2 separate regions of the Mus musculus genome follow, and region 2 is linked to region 1. The links are chromatin contacts, called in public Micro-C maps. All regions are on one chromosome and are shown on one strand. The core of a region is the stretch at or near the end of the contact, and the rest is flanking DNA. Distances in the headings are between cores, read along the strand shown.

Evidence for each region. Hi-C and Micro-C count contacts between places; a contact is called where the count stands out from the background.
Region 2: a contact with region 1 is called in a Micro-C map of embryonic stem cells, with 2.4 times the contacts expected there. The contact joins the promoter of Vdac2 here to the enhancer-like site in region 1. A contact is called at or near these places in 3 of 484 Hi-C or Micro-C datasets (all in embryonic stem cells), 1 of 115 datasets of contacts at active chromatin or transcription factors (embryonic stem cells) and 1 of 9 other capture datasets (pancreatic islet).

The regions. Positions count from the first base shown.
Region 1 is chr14:21,471,021-21,477,868 of GRCm38.p6, reverse strand. The region is part of intron 1 of Gm30363 (a long non-coding RNA gene); the gene reads left to right. Among named protein-coding and RNA genes, the nearest start is that of Gm30363, 9.2 kb to the left of the region's middle. Within about 2 kb of position 3,533, at least 15 of the 459 cell types and tissues checked have an H3K27ac peak or open chromatin away from gene starts, as enhancers often do. A contact at or near this core is called in embryonic stem cells, where this site is marked.
Region 2 is chr14:21,829,316-21,836,340 of GRCm38.p6, reverse strand. It overlaps Vdac2 (voltage-dependent anion channel 2), which reads right to left and starts at 4,780. Exons shown (of 10, transcript NM_011695.2): 1 at 4,674-4,780; 2 at 4,432-4,490; 3 at 3,389-3,457; 4 at 2,491-2,540. The coding sequence starts at 4,465.

The DNA of each region.
Region 1 (6,848 bases), core at 2,284-4,783:
TTGCTTTAATTATCTATTTAGAAACTCTAGGACAATCTTATTCGAGTTTAAAAGAAAAAGGAAACAAAGCTGGGTGGTAGTGGTGCACGTCTTTAATCCCAGCACTTGGGAGGCAGAGGCAGGCGGATTTCTGAGTTCAAGGCCAGCCTGTTCTACAAAGTGAGTTCCAGGATAGCCAGGGCTATACAGGGAAACCCTGTCTCGAAAAAACCAAAAACCAAAAACCAAAAAAAAAAAAAAAAAAAAAAAGAAAAGAAAAAGTAAAAATAAACAAAAGAAAAGAACAGGATAAACAATCTGTAAGTCTGAGCATCTGCCTGGAGGAGGAGAGTAGAAGAAAGAAGGGAAACCATGCATGGTATTGAGTTATTACTTTGGAAGTCAACTACAAGCTGGGCAGCCATGGGGCAGCAGGCAACTAGCTAGTCAGAGGGCAGCAGGCAGCTAGCCAGAGGGCAGCAGGCAGCTAGTCAGAGGGCAGCAGGCAGCTAGCCAGAGGGCAGCAGGCAGCTAGTCAGAAGGCAGCAGGCAGCTAGCCAGAGGGCAGCAGGCAGCTAGTCACAGAGCAGCAGAGTGGAGTGGATTGTCTTTGTTTGGATGTGGTTCCACTCTATCCCAGGCTAGTCTTACACTTGTGGTCATTTTCCTGCCTCAGCCTAGTACTCAGCATGAACCATCGTCCCCGGGCTCTCCTGCATCCCACAGGCACTTGCACATCATTTCTAACACAGCAGAAGTGAAGCTCCATGCTGATTGCAGCTCTTTTGCATTATTTAGAGGGTAATAAGTGATTTAACCTCTGTGTTGTGTCTAGGTAACTGCACATGCCCAGGTGCCATGGAGGCCAGGAGAAGGCATTGAATCCCTTGGAGCTGAGAGTCAGTCATCTGATTCGAGTGCTAGAACAGAATCCATGCTCCACAGAACAGTACACATCTGAACCACTGGACCATCTCCCCATGCCCCAGAGTGTACTCTTAGCCACTGAGCATCTCTCTTCGTCCTAGAAACAATGATTTTTAAAAGTCTGCAGTACAGAGGAAATTTCCCTAAGATATTTCAGTCCATGTTAGTTGATTCCATAGGCACAGAGTCCACAGATATGAAGGGTTGACAGCATTCATGATTATAAGCCTTCCTGATACACTGAACATTTTACAGCTATGAAATCTTCATTCCTTCTCTGCCTGGTGCTTAGGTAGGCATTTCTGTTCTCTTTTGGTTACTGTTTACATGGTATGTTTTTTTTTCTTTGTTTCTTTTTGGGGGTTAGGGGTGGGTTTTGGTATTTGGTTTTTTGAGACAGGATTTCTCTGTGTAGCCCTGGCTGTCCTGGACTCACTCTGCAGTCCATGCTGGCCTCAAATTCATAGAGACCTACCTGCCTCTGTCTTCCTAGTGCTGGGGTTAAAGGCATGTGCTAGTACTACCTGGCACATGGCATGTCTTTTTATCTCTTTTTGCCTATTTGTGTCTTTGGTTCTTGGATAGATGTCATATAGTTCCATTTATTTACTTACTACATTATGGTATGCATATGTGTGTTTGTTTGTTTATGGGTGGTAAGACAGACTCTCTCAGGCTGGCCTTGAACTCCTGTGTACCTAAGGCTGGACTTATTTATACACCTCATTCCTCTGCTTCAGCCTCCCAAGTGCTGGAATTACAGGCATGCAGCACCATGTCCAGCTCTACAATGCCTTCATTGTTGAAAATAAACCCACACCAATAAAGTGGCAGTTCCTCTCTAGTTACAGAAGCTCTGGAGCAGCGAGAGACCACAGTTCTTTTCTCTTTATATTTTCCTGCGATGAACAATTCCATGTTTCCAGTGTGTGGGTGTGTACCAGCCCACATGCACTTAAACAGAGCAGGTTATTTTTCAACAGGGCCCATCTCAGGAGCACTGGCACCTTCTCACCTGCTGTCCACTTCCCCATTCTTCCTCTCTCTCCATCCCCTGATTTGTCCTCCTCTCTCTTTCTCTTCCTACATCTGCTCTAGTAGGTAACATGACCTAGTGGATAGGCAAATGCTAAGGTTTTGGCACCAAGAACACCTGAGTTTAAATCTCAAATGGCAGCTTGTTTACCTGTAAAATAGATAATTGTTTTGAGGTGGGGGTCATATGTAGTCCAGGCTGGTCACAAACTTATTGTGTGGCTAAAGATGATCTTAGTCTCCTGATCTGCTTGCCTCCACCTCACACTTGATATTACAAGTATGTGTTCCCACACCTGTCAGCCACACATCAAAAATAAATCTTTTCTTCTTTTTTTGTTTTATATTTATTTACACTCCAAATTTTATTCCCTGCCCCAACTCCACCTTCTGACTTTTCCAAAACTCATACCTCCTCCCCACCCCTCTATCTTGACAAAGATGTCCCCACCCCCACCCTCTATCCAACCAGACCTCTTAACTCCCTGGGGCTCCCACTCTCTTGAGGGTTAGGTGCATCATCTCTGATTGATCCCAGACCTGGCAGTCCTCTGCTGTATATGTGTTGGGGGCCTCACATCAGCTGGTGTATGCTGCCTGGTTGGTGATCCAGTGTTTGAGAGATCTTGGGGGTCCAGGTTAATTGAGACTGCTGGTCCTCCTCAGCTTCTTCCAGCTTTTCCCTAATTCAACCACGGGGTCAGCAGCTTCTGTCCATTGGTTGGGTGCAAATATCCACACCTGACTCTTCCATCTGCTTATTGGGTGTTCTGGAAGGCAGTCATAATAGGTCTCTTTTTGTGAGTGCTCCATAGCCTCAGTAATAGTGTCAGGCCTTGGGACCTCCCCTTGAGCTGGATCCCACTTTGGGCCTGTTGCTGGACCTTCTTTTCCTCAGGCTCCCCTCCATTCCATCCTTGAGGTTCTTTCAGACAGGAACAATTATAGATCAGTGTGGAGAGCCTTTGGGGGTTATGCTTGGCAGGAATCTGACATTGGCCAAGGACAAGGAAATGGGCTTCTGGCGGGAATCTGACTTTGGCCATGACAAGGAAGTAAGCTCAGGCAGGAATCTGACATTGGCCAAGGACAAGGCAGTAAGAATCTGGTTTTAGGGTAGAACAAAGAAGTAGGCTCAGATATCTTGATCATCCTTAGAAACAGCAATCACCGGAGTGACCCTGGGGCTTTGTGTTTATTGCTTGATCCCTCATTGTACTACTTGCCCTGAATACTTGCATGTAATTAAAATGGTATAAAAAGTGGATTGGGGGTGGGGGTGGCGCACGCCTTTAATCCCAGCACTCAGGAGGCAGAGGCTGGTGGATTTCTGAGTTCAAGGCCAGCCTGGTCTACAAAGTGAGTTCCAGGACAGCCAGGGCTACACAGAGAAACCCTGTCTCGAAAAACAGAACAAACAAACAAACAAACAAACAAAAAAGTGGATTGAGAAAATTAAATTTGCTTTCAGTCTCAGAATTAACTGGGGTCATGCTACAATGTTGTCTAACTGTCTTTTTTTTTTTTAACCCTCACTCCTGAGCTTGAGAACCTGATGACTGACTGGGCCGGCTTGGTCAGGTCAGAGTTGTGACTGTGGGATGGCAACCCCCTCCCTCACTTCCCTGTCTCCCTACTGGAGGTGGCCTCTATAAGTTGGTGAAACTGTTTGGTTTGGAGATATGGCCTTGTTTTGGAAGAGGTTTGTCACTGTGATGGGCTTTGAAGTTTCAAAAACCTACATCATTGCCAGTTAGCTCTTTCTGCCTCCAACTTTTGGATCAGAATTTAAGCTCTTAGCTGCTGCTCCAACACCATGCCTGCCTACCTGCCGCCTTGCTCTCTGCCATGATGACCATGGACGTTAACCTTCTGGAGCTCCCAAGCTAAATAGTTTCTTTCATAAATTGCTTTGACCATGGTGTCTTGTTATAGCAATAGAAAAACAATTGAGGCAACACCCATACACATAAAATTAATGAATACATAAATAAACCATTTTAAAGAATTTACAGTCTCAAGAACCTGTGTGTGAATTTTTATTCTTTCTAGAGACATGGTTTCTCTGTGCAGCCTGGGCTGCCCTGGAACTCACTCTGTAGACCAGGCTGGCTTTGAACTCACAGAGATCCATCTGCCGCTGGCTTCTGAGTACTGGGATTAAAGGCATTCACAACTATCTCCTGGCTTTAACACACACACACACACACACACACACACACACACACACAAGGCTCAGGATTATAACCTGGTTGTTAGAATGATTGCCTAACATGCATGAACTCCCAGATTTGATTCCCAGGACTATATAAACCAGATGTGGTGGTATATATCTGCAATCCCATCATTCTGAAGTTGAAGGGCTAAAAACCAGAAATTGAAAGTCATTCTTGGCTACATAGTGAGTTCCAGATCATCCTGGGATATAAAAGACCCTGCTAAAGCCGTTCCAGTCTCTAGGGGTTTAATTTTTTCATTTAGTTTATATTTATGTGTACCTGCTTGTCTGTATATGTGCCATATATGTGCACTGCTCTTAGAGGCCAGAAGAGTTGGACCCCCTTGAATTGGAGGTTGCTGCGGGCCACCTGATGAGGGTGTTTGAAACCAAACTCAGGTCCTCTGAAGAGCAGTACAGGCTCTTAACTACTGAGCTGTCTCCAGCTCTGCAGTCGCTATTTTTACTTTGGTGTTTGTTTGTTTGTTTGTAGAACAGGCTGGCCTCTAACTCGATCCTCCTGCTTCTTCTTCTCCAGTCCTGGGATTAAAGGCAAGTACTACCAGAGCCTGGCTTGCCAGTCACTGTTTTGAAGGCTAAATATTGAAAATTCCTCCAGACTCTGAAAGAATACTAGTCAAAAGTGTCTCTCTAGGTCCAGGGAAGTCAGGGATAAGGTGGTTTTCTGCCTCCACCCTTTGACGTCTTTTGCTTACATTTATCCTATAGAAAATTTCTGTTGCTTGGTGACAGCAGGTCTGTCTATGCCAGGGGTGGCAGTGACTCTGCCCTGTGTCTGAGTCATTTCCACAGTTTCACACAGTTAGGATTATGATGGAGAAGGAAGGATCACACTGCTGTCCACACAGGGCTCTCTCTCTGCCTTCCTCACACCCCAGACTTCAAGTTCTGGGTGCTAGGTGGTTGCAACTTCCTGTGGGGGGTGGACCCTCTCCTCGTTCTATCTCACCATTAGGATAGCGTTCCTGTTTCCTCTGGCAGGTCCCCAAAGCCACTCATTCACACTACCTTGCCTTCTTTCTCAGCTTTAGATATCATGGCACTTTTTATGCCTTTCTCCAAGACCTCTTTTGGTGACAGAAGGGACCTGGGTGGCTTAGCACATCTATTCCTAGGCTTCCGGAACCCTGAATAAAGGACTGGTGCTATCTTCTACCCTCTATGCCTCCAGAGTACTAAGTGTGGGTTTGGTTTCAGAGAAATTTTATCCATCTTTGCTTGGCTTCCTTTTTCTCCCACTCTCCTTCTCTCTTCCTCCTCCTCCTCCTCACTTCCTCCTCCTTTCTTTCTTTTCTTTCTTCTTGACAGCTTTTTTTTTTTTTAAATATAGATGACCTGGAGCTCTATGCAGACCAGCGTAGCTTCTAACTCATAGAAATTCTCCTGCCTATGCCTTCCTAGAGATGGAAGGTAAAGAGTATACCACCACACCCAACTATCTTTGCCTGGAATTTGCTATATAGATGAGGCTGACCTTGAACTTCTGACCCTCTTGATTTCTTCCCCCCCTCCTCCACCTACCCTGCCCAGGCTGTCCTGTGCTAAGGATGAAACCCAGGGCCTCATGCTTGCTAAGCACAAATCCTACCAGCTGGGCTGCATTTCTAACCTCTCTCCCTCTTTGAATCAGTGAACAATTATGGAGTGCTGCTCAAGTCTGAGGTCCTGGACTGGGCACCAGGGAGGGCCTGGTGGACAAAACAGCCCGACATGCCAAGAAGGCCACAGTTCTTACTGACTGAGACGGGTCAGCTATGTCCAGATTAACTACAGGGCTGGTGAGTCTTAGCTTTGAGTTCTAGGTGCACCCTCTGCTTGGACACACAAATCTACCAGGTACCCTCCAGGTCTGTGCCCCCGCTTAGAGTTATTACCTCTCAGCTTTCAGGATTCCTGCCCTCCTGCCCATCCTGGCAGTGGGAAGTCTCAGGTTGCGTGCCAGAGACTCTCTCCTGAATAAGCCAGGAGACAGCTGCTATGCTTTTGTCTCTTTACAACCGGATAGTCTGCCTTTGTCATCTTCTCTCCCACTTAGAGGTGTCTTTGTGACAGGCTCAAGCATACTGCTTTATTGTGTTCCCCCATTTGTAGGTAGCTGTGTCTACCATGCTGTACCAGAAAGTACATTACTTCTCAGGGACAGTGTGACAATGGCATGGACATGCTGTGTGCTGAGTTCTGATTGGCTGGTTTGTTTGCTGTTGTCTTCAGCCAGTGAGCTCTGGAGGGTTAGGATATTGTCAGAAGTGGTTTTCCTACTAAGATTCAACTAGCTTTGAGAGAAAAAAAAATTGAAACCAAAATGCATGTCTATTAGCCCAATGCAGTTCAACTATTGACAAAGAAGTAATCTAAAAAATGACATAGGGCTGGAGAGATGCCTCAGCAAGAAAAGGCAGTGGTCCTTAAGCCAACAACCTGAGCTTGATCCTGGGACCACATAGAGAGAACTGACTCCTGCAAGTTGTGCTCTGGCTTCCATACTTGTGTGCACGTAAGTAAATACTAAAGGTAATGAAATGTTTTTAATGCTCTGAAGCATACAGGAGGAGGCTCATGGGTTCTCTGCAGTGACTATCCACGGGAGTCCTGGCATCAGACCCCCACTGTCACTTGAGGACAACTGTAGTGTCTGTGTCCATGCTGAAGCATTTCAGTGTGCTAGCAA
Region 2 (7,025 bases), core at 3,531-6,030, 360 kb before region 1:
AAAATGGCCAGTGAGTAGACACACTTGCTGCTCTTACAGAGGACCCAAATCTTGGTCCCAGCACCCACAACCATCTCTAACTCCAATTCCAGGGACTCTGACAGCACTGGCACTAAGCACACATGACAAACATGCAGCAAACACTCAGATACCTAAAATAAAAACATTTTGCCAGGAAGTGGTGGCGCATGCGCTTGGGAGACAGAGGCAGGCGAATTTCTGAGTTCAAGGCCAGCCTGGTCTACAGAGTGAGTTCCAGGACAGCCAGGGCTATACAGAGAAACCCTGTCTCAAAAAATCAAAAATAAATAAACAAATAAATTTTTATTTTAAAAATAAGTGAATCTTTTTAAAAAAGTTTTAACCTTGGTTTTGTTCCAAAAAGACCTGCCACTCCCCTGTAGCACACCAGGTAAACCGGGAACTCAGAGACTGTATCTTAGAACTTTTTAGAGGAACAAAGTATCTTTCTTTACCAAGCACAGCCTGTGGGTAAAATATCCCAAGATAAAATGTAACTCTTACAACAGTCTGAGTTCTGATTTATGGTTTCTATATCAATGCCTCTACAATCTAGTCACTTTAAAGCTATGTCTAAAATTATTTGTTGTTGTTGTTTGGTTGGTTGGTTTTTAGTTTATCAGAAATTTCGATACCTGAAAAGTTAAGAAATGTCAAACACTGCCAAGCAGTGGTGGCAGCGCTCACCTTTAACCCCAGCACTGGGAGGCAGAGGCAGGTGGATTTCTGAGTTCAAGGCCAGCCTGGTCTACAGAGTCAGTCCCAGTACAGCAAGCACTACACAGAGTAACCCTGTCTTGAAAAACTAACAAAATAACATTTTGGAGGTAGATTTGTTTTTTCAAAGGAACAGCGCAGCCTATTATAGGATAATCCAACTGAACTGACAACATGGAAGCTTTGGAGCTCTGCATGCACATCGAGATGACATTAAATACACATGAAGTATGCTCTTCTTCCAACAAACAGTTTACATGGGAAATGTGTATGGGCAGCAGTTTTTAATCCTGCATGACAATAATTACTCAAGTGCCACCTACTACCATCCACCAGTCCCTGAGATCAAGAACCAGCCTAACATGTGCCAAGGAATGCTCAGGACACAAGGCCAACAGGGCCAGAGGACCAATCCTCTCCATCACTGGAGCATCATCTTCTACATTTTGGGTAGCCTGCACATCCTGCAGTTCAAGAAATCAAAAGACCTTAGTAGGACTTAATTCTGGGCAGGTCTGCGTAGTACACCATCAGTGCTATGACGACTCAACTCTACTCAAGTATAAGCAGAGCATCCCCTCTTCAATCCAGGTCCTACATGTCCTTCAAGACCTTACACTTCCTAACTTGTTCCTAGTTCTGGTTTACCATCAGCCTTTCCTTTCCAACAAGAATTTTTAGTTTACAAATCTACTGCTTGATCCAATTCTCTGATTATCTTCGACTTACAGTTTGTCTTTCCAATAGAAAGGGTGTTTTTGTTTGTTTTACAACACTGGACCTCATACATAGCTGGGTAAACACTCTACTGCTAAGTTACACTCCCAGTCTTAAAGTAAACGTTTTAAAGACAAAGATGGTGTGTTTTAGTTTAAAACAACATACATGCACAAACACATTTAAAATTCAGTAGGCTGAAAATAAAGATTAGTAGTAGAGATGCAAGGCCCAGCAACAGTAAAGAAAAAATACTTACAGTCACCTAATACTCTATAATCTATTAATCCAAGTCAGTCACTCAACCATAACCAAATAATTAAGACTTCTTCACAGACCAAAGAAACCACAGGACAAGACAAATATAAAAGCCACAAATGCAACAGATCTAAGCATCAAGAAACAGCACCACAAACAACTTAATAGATACCAGTTACATGCAGAGCAGCATGCACACAGTACCGAGCAATCATAGTTTAGCATGAACATTAAACACCCATCTCCAATCTCACAATAAAAACTTCTAGAGAAGAAGGAGAACAGTGCTTTACTTTCTCCCTTCTTTAACAACAGTCGGGAAGGATCAACACATATGAAAATAGCAAATTCTGTAGAGACATTCCAGTCAGGATAAACAGGCAGACATCTCCATGGATGGCTGTTAGAATGTAGCCACTATACTAAATGGTCATTGTAGTCAAATAACCAAGTTACTACTCAGAGCCCAGAACTCTGACAGGTACTAAGAGAAAGGGTTACAGGAGTCACGGCCTTCATGCTTGTCATCTACCTGAGTAGACAGTCCCAAATAAGCAATGGCTTTCCCAACTTCTCCATGCAATCATGGTAAAACATACATAATAAAGGAATATAACAAAACCATGTGAAATGCAGAAATCACATACAAAGCCAATAAATCAGACTACACATAAATCATTCAAAACAAATTAGCTTCTGCCTCCTTAAGGGAAAAGAGCTGTAGATATTTATGGGCTATGAAATTAACAGCTTCGTGAAAACGAATCAATAACTTACCACACCGCTGCATGACTTCGTCTTCACATCCAGCTTCACCAGCCCAAAGCCTTCAAAAAGAGAGGGCAAAGATATGATTCTTCTGCAGAAAAGACGTATACCCACACTCAAAGTACTGTGAACATAATCCCAAAGTCCGGGACAGAAATGGACAAATGCACAGCACATGAAGGAACATTTACAAGCAGTCAGCTCTGCTAAGGTGACAGTAGCGCTGCCTAGTGTCCTATAACTGGCTCCACTTCCTGCCGCACCCTTTTCAAGCCATTTTTAAACGTTAGATTAAAAATCAGTTCCTCAGACTGGCCTACTGTTTATGGCAACACACTTAGGACTTTTATCCCAAAAGGGTATCACCAAAGAGCAAGGGGTAGTGGTATGTGCAAAACAATCAATTTTCAAGAAAGCACAAAAATTGACTCAAAACTCTAAGGTTTCCACCTACCCAGAGTCATAACCACAAAAATAAAACAGTAATTCTAGGCAGCTCTATCCAACCATGGTCTGAACTGTCACTTAAAAGAATAAAGTACAGGCTTTCCCCTCTCCCTAGGGGGTGGGGAGTGGGGTGGTACTCGCCTCCCATCACTTGGGAGGCAGAGGCAGGTAGATCTGAGAGTTCAAGGCCAGCCTGGTCTACAGAGTGAGTTCCAGGACAGCCAGGACTACAGAGAGAAAGCCTGTCTTGAAACAAAACCAAAAAACAACAACAAAATAAAAAGAACAAGCTTTTCAATTGTGACCGAAGAAAGGCTAAGAAAGTGGGGTACACATGCAGCTGGCAGAGGCATGAGTGCAGCAGGGTATTCAGTCTAGAAAAGCAAAGCAATTAACTTTTTTCAAGAGGTCCAAGCATATATTTTTCTCTTTTATGTTTAAAAGGGAAAAAAGTCCTTACCAAATCCTTTGTTGAAAATGTCTCTGGCAGCTTTGCCGAGGTCAGCATAGGGTGGAGGGATACACATCGCTAGTCAAAAGAAACATTCTACAGTTAATGTGAGCTACTACTAGGACCTACTGCTAACATTTACATTCAAGCAGTTCAACCGGAGTGGGTTTTGATGCCACTAGAACTTCAATAAATGTTATTCTAAAGTAGCCACCCATAACAAAAACTTATTTCTAAATAGCTATGTGGTAATACAAACCTGGGACATTTCTACCAAGTTTTAAGAATGGGGGAAGCCTTTCTAATTCCTAAACATAAGTGTCTACTGCCTACACAGTTGCCAAAACTCAAGGTGACTGATTTAACGGAGATAAAAACCAAAATTTAAGCTTAGGCGTTCTCCCCTAACAAACCTTTGGGAAGGACTTCCAAAATCAAAACCAACACTCTGGGAACTGGCACAATTGAGACACGGGCAAAAAATACAACCATCTATGTCTACAGCAACTAAATATCAAATGGCACTTTAAACACATTACTACGGTCCCCCAAGTCCTCCGACAACGTGAGGCTTAAGGGCAAGGAATCCGAGCTCCAGGAGCAGCTCATTCATTCTCCAGTGCACATCCACGCCCTTAGGAACACGTGTAATGACCTTGTAGTGCACTCGACCTGTGCAGGCAGACAGCGAACTACTTCCTCTTGCAAAGTGACTGCTCTAACTCTCCGCCCCCCCCCCCCGAACCCCAAGATGGAATTCAACAACTAAGTGTTTTGCTTTCGGATTTGTAAGTAACATATCCAAAAGCCAAGGGTGGGTGCGGCCAAGGACCAACGCCCCAGGCGCGAGCCCCCCTATCTGCAACCCAACAGCCCAGCACCACGTCCGTCAACAGAGTGGCAGTGTAAGACTTAGGGGGCGCGCAAAGAAGCAAACTTTCCAAGTCTTTGCAGGCATCATGTGGGCCACGGCGGAACAAGGTATGGTTCTCTAAAGAGGAACAGCACAGCCCCCATGGCCCCATCGCGCAAACACCTCTTGTGCTACTTACGCCGTGGGCATACCGGTACACAGCACTCAGCCATGGCGAAGTCGCGGGGAAAAGGTGATCTGTGAAAGGGACAAGAAGTGCGGTCAGGGGACAGTCAAAGGGTCCCCTGGGGAGCTCGGACATTAGAGAAAGGGGCCGGGGCCGCTGCGGCCATCTTAGGGGACCAGGGCCGCCCTGAGTTCACTCAGGCTGCCGGCCCGCCCTAAGGCCCCAGAGTCGGCAAGAGGCGGGCACCATAGTACCTGCGGGTGTCCTGAGGGGCGCTGCCGCCACCGCTCGGCTCGCAGCTGAGGCCACTCCGCTATCTGAAAGTTGCGCTGCAGCCACCGCGGCTGGAGGGCGAAGTGAAGGAGACACCGTTGCGCCCCGCCGCAAGCCTGGCCTCCCCCAGCCAGGTCCCCGCCGCGGCCGCCCGGGCTGTCTACCGCGCCTGTCCTTGCCGCTCCGCCCGCTGCCCACTCCCACCTGCTCCGGAGTGACCACGTGGGTCGAGAGCACGGCGGTCTCCTTGGGTGAGCGGTCTCGGACCGTCCGGCGGGGACGGGGCGAGCAGGAGCTGCGGGGCCTCGGGTTAGGCAATGTCCAGGACAGCCCCAGAGGCGAGGACCTGGGAACGGCGGAGGCGGCGCAACGGCACCCGCGCGGTCAGGATGGGAGTGGCCACGCGAGTCGCGACGGGGCGGGGCGATGTGCCCCGCAGGGTCACGTGCACCCTCTCAGCCTCCTCCCTGAGTCCCAGCCTGGAGGTCTGAACTTAAGGTCCGGGTTGAGGGGGATGAAACACTCTCCCCAAGTGCAGCCTCCATGCTCTTCCCATCTCGGTTCACCGCCCACCGCCATGTCCTCCCCTGCTGGGACTAGGCTGGGCTCCAAAGGAACAAACTTGAGCCAGTCTCTGGGCATTTCTCTCGGAGCCTCAGGGTTGCGCTCCTGCAGCCTCCGTCTCACCCATATATGGTATGGGTTCACACACGCGCAGAAGCACATCCTGCTCTAGGAAGAGAAGCTTCCCCTGGTTGAGAGGCCTGGAGAGACAAGGGAATAACTGTAGGATTCATGCTGACCAGTCATTAGAATGCTGCTCTCAAGTTCTTTAGATATGCCAGAAGAGGGAGGGAGCAGCCAGTCCTGATGCCTATACCTGTAGTCCCAGATCTGGGCGGCAGAGAAATTACACCAGATTGAGGCTAAACTACAGAGTGAGGCAAAAGGTTAATAAAGATAAGAGACCGCTGGATAGTGGTGGTGCACACCTTTAATCCCAGCACTTGGGAGGCAGAGGCAGGTGGATTTCTGAATTCGAGGCCAGCCTGGTCTACAGAGAGAGTTCCAGGACAGCAAGGGCAATACAGAAAAACCCTGTCTTGAAATAATAATAATAGAGACCAGTTTGAGGCTAAACTACAGGGTGAGGCAAACAGGATAATAAAGATAGAATCGGAGGCTCAGTGAGTAAGAACCCTTATCTTGCTGTGCATGCAAGGGGACCTGAGCTCGGATCCCCAGCACCCAACACCCACATTAAAAGCCAGTAGTAGTTCCAGAAATAGAAACAAGAGGGTCACGGGGGCTCTGTCAACCTGGCCTGCAAACCGTGTTCTCTAAATTCTGTAAAAGGTGAAGAGCAGTAGACACTGTTCAAAACACACACACACACACACGTCAGCCATACAGAAGATTTAAAATGGAGACAACTGACACTTCAGCTCAATAAACTCAAATAATTTAGCCTGTGGACCTCAATTCCCTCATCTCTAAGATGCTGTTTAATAATCTTCAATAGACATACAGTTGGACTGAGAGCAAAGACACCCACACATATGCACTCATGACTCAATCGTCTCTGAACTCTTCCTCTACTCAAGTACTGTTAAGTCATCACTCTCCTCCTAAGCCGGAGGAAAGATGGCTAGGTGGGCTCCCCCCAATCCAACACCCAAGTTTAAAGTTACACTCTGGTATGTTTCTCTCCCAGGAGCAAGGCTAGCCAGCAACCTCACCTGCTCACAGCTGGAATTGTGTTGTAAAAAGTGAAATGGGAAGAGTCTTTGTGTGTATGAGATCGGGCTCCAGCACCTGACTCATCCCTTCATCCAAGCTCAGGCAGGTTGGTCTGCCATGGACCTGGCCCACGGGAGACAGTCTGCCCCAGCTGTGTGATGCTTGTGGTAGAGTTTGGCCTCCTCAGCACTGCCTTCCAGAAAAACTCAGCCTGCTAAATTAGTTACCTCAATTGCCTATAGCAGGGCTTATTCCTATTCTGTATTACCTGTCACAAGTTTTGATCTCCAGAGACATCATTTTCTGACACAAAAGTCGGAAGCTTTACTCTGTAAAGTATGTGGGTGGTGCTTAATGGCCACTGGGGACAAACTCCAGCCTAAGCAAAGAATTACAGGGGTGGGAAAGATGGTGACTCCTTCCCATCATAAAGACACAGCTGACACTCCTATGTAAAAGGCAGGTTAGCAAGAGAAATGTATAATTCATTTATTTGATCATGATTTTATATGATATACAAGCCACCAAACTGAAGAGCCCAAACATCCAAGGTGAATTATTGATTTTTATTTTTGAATTATTGATTTTTGTGC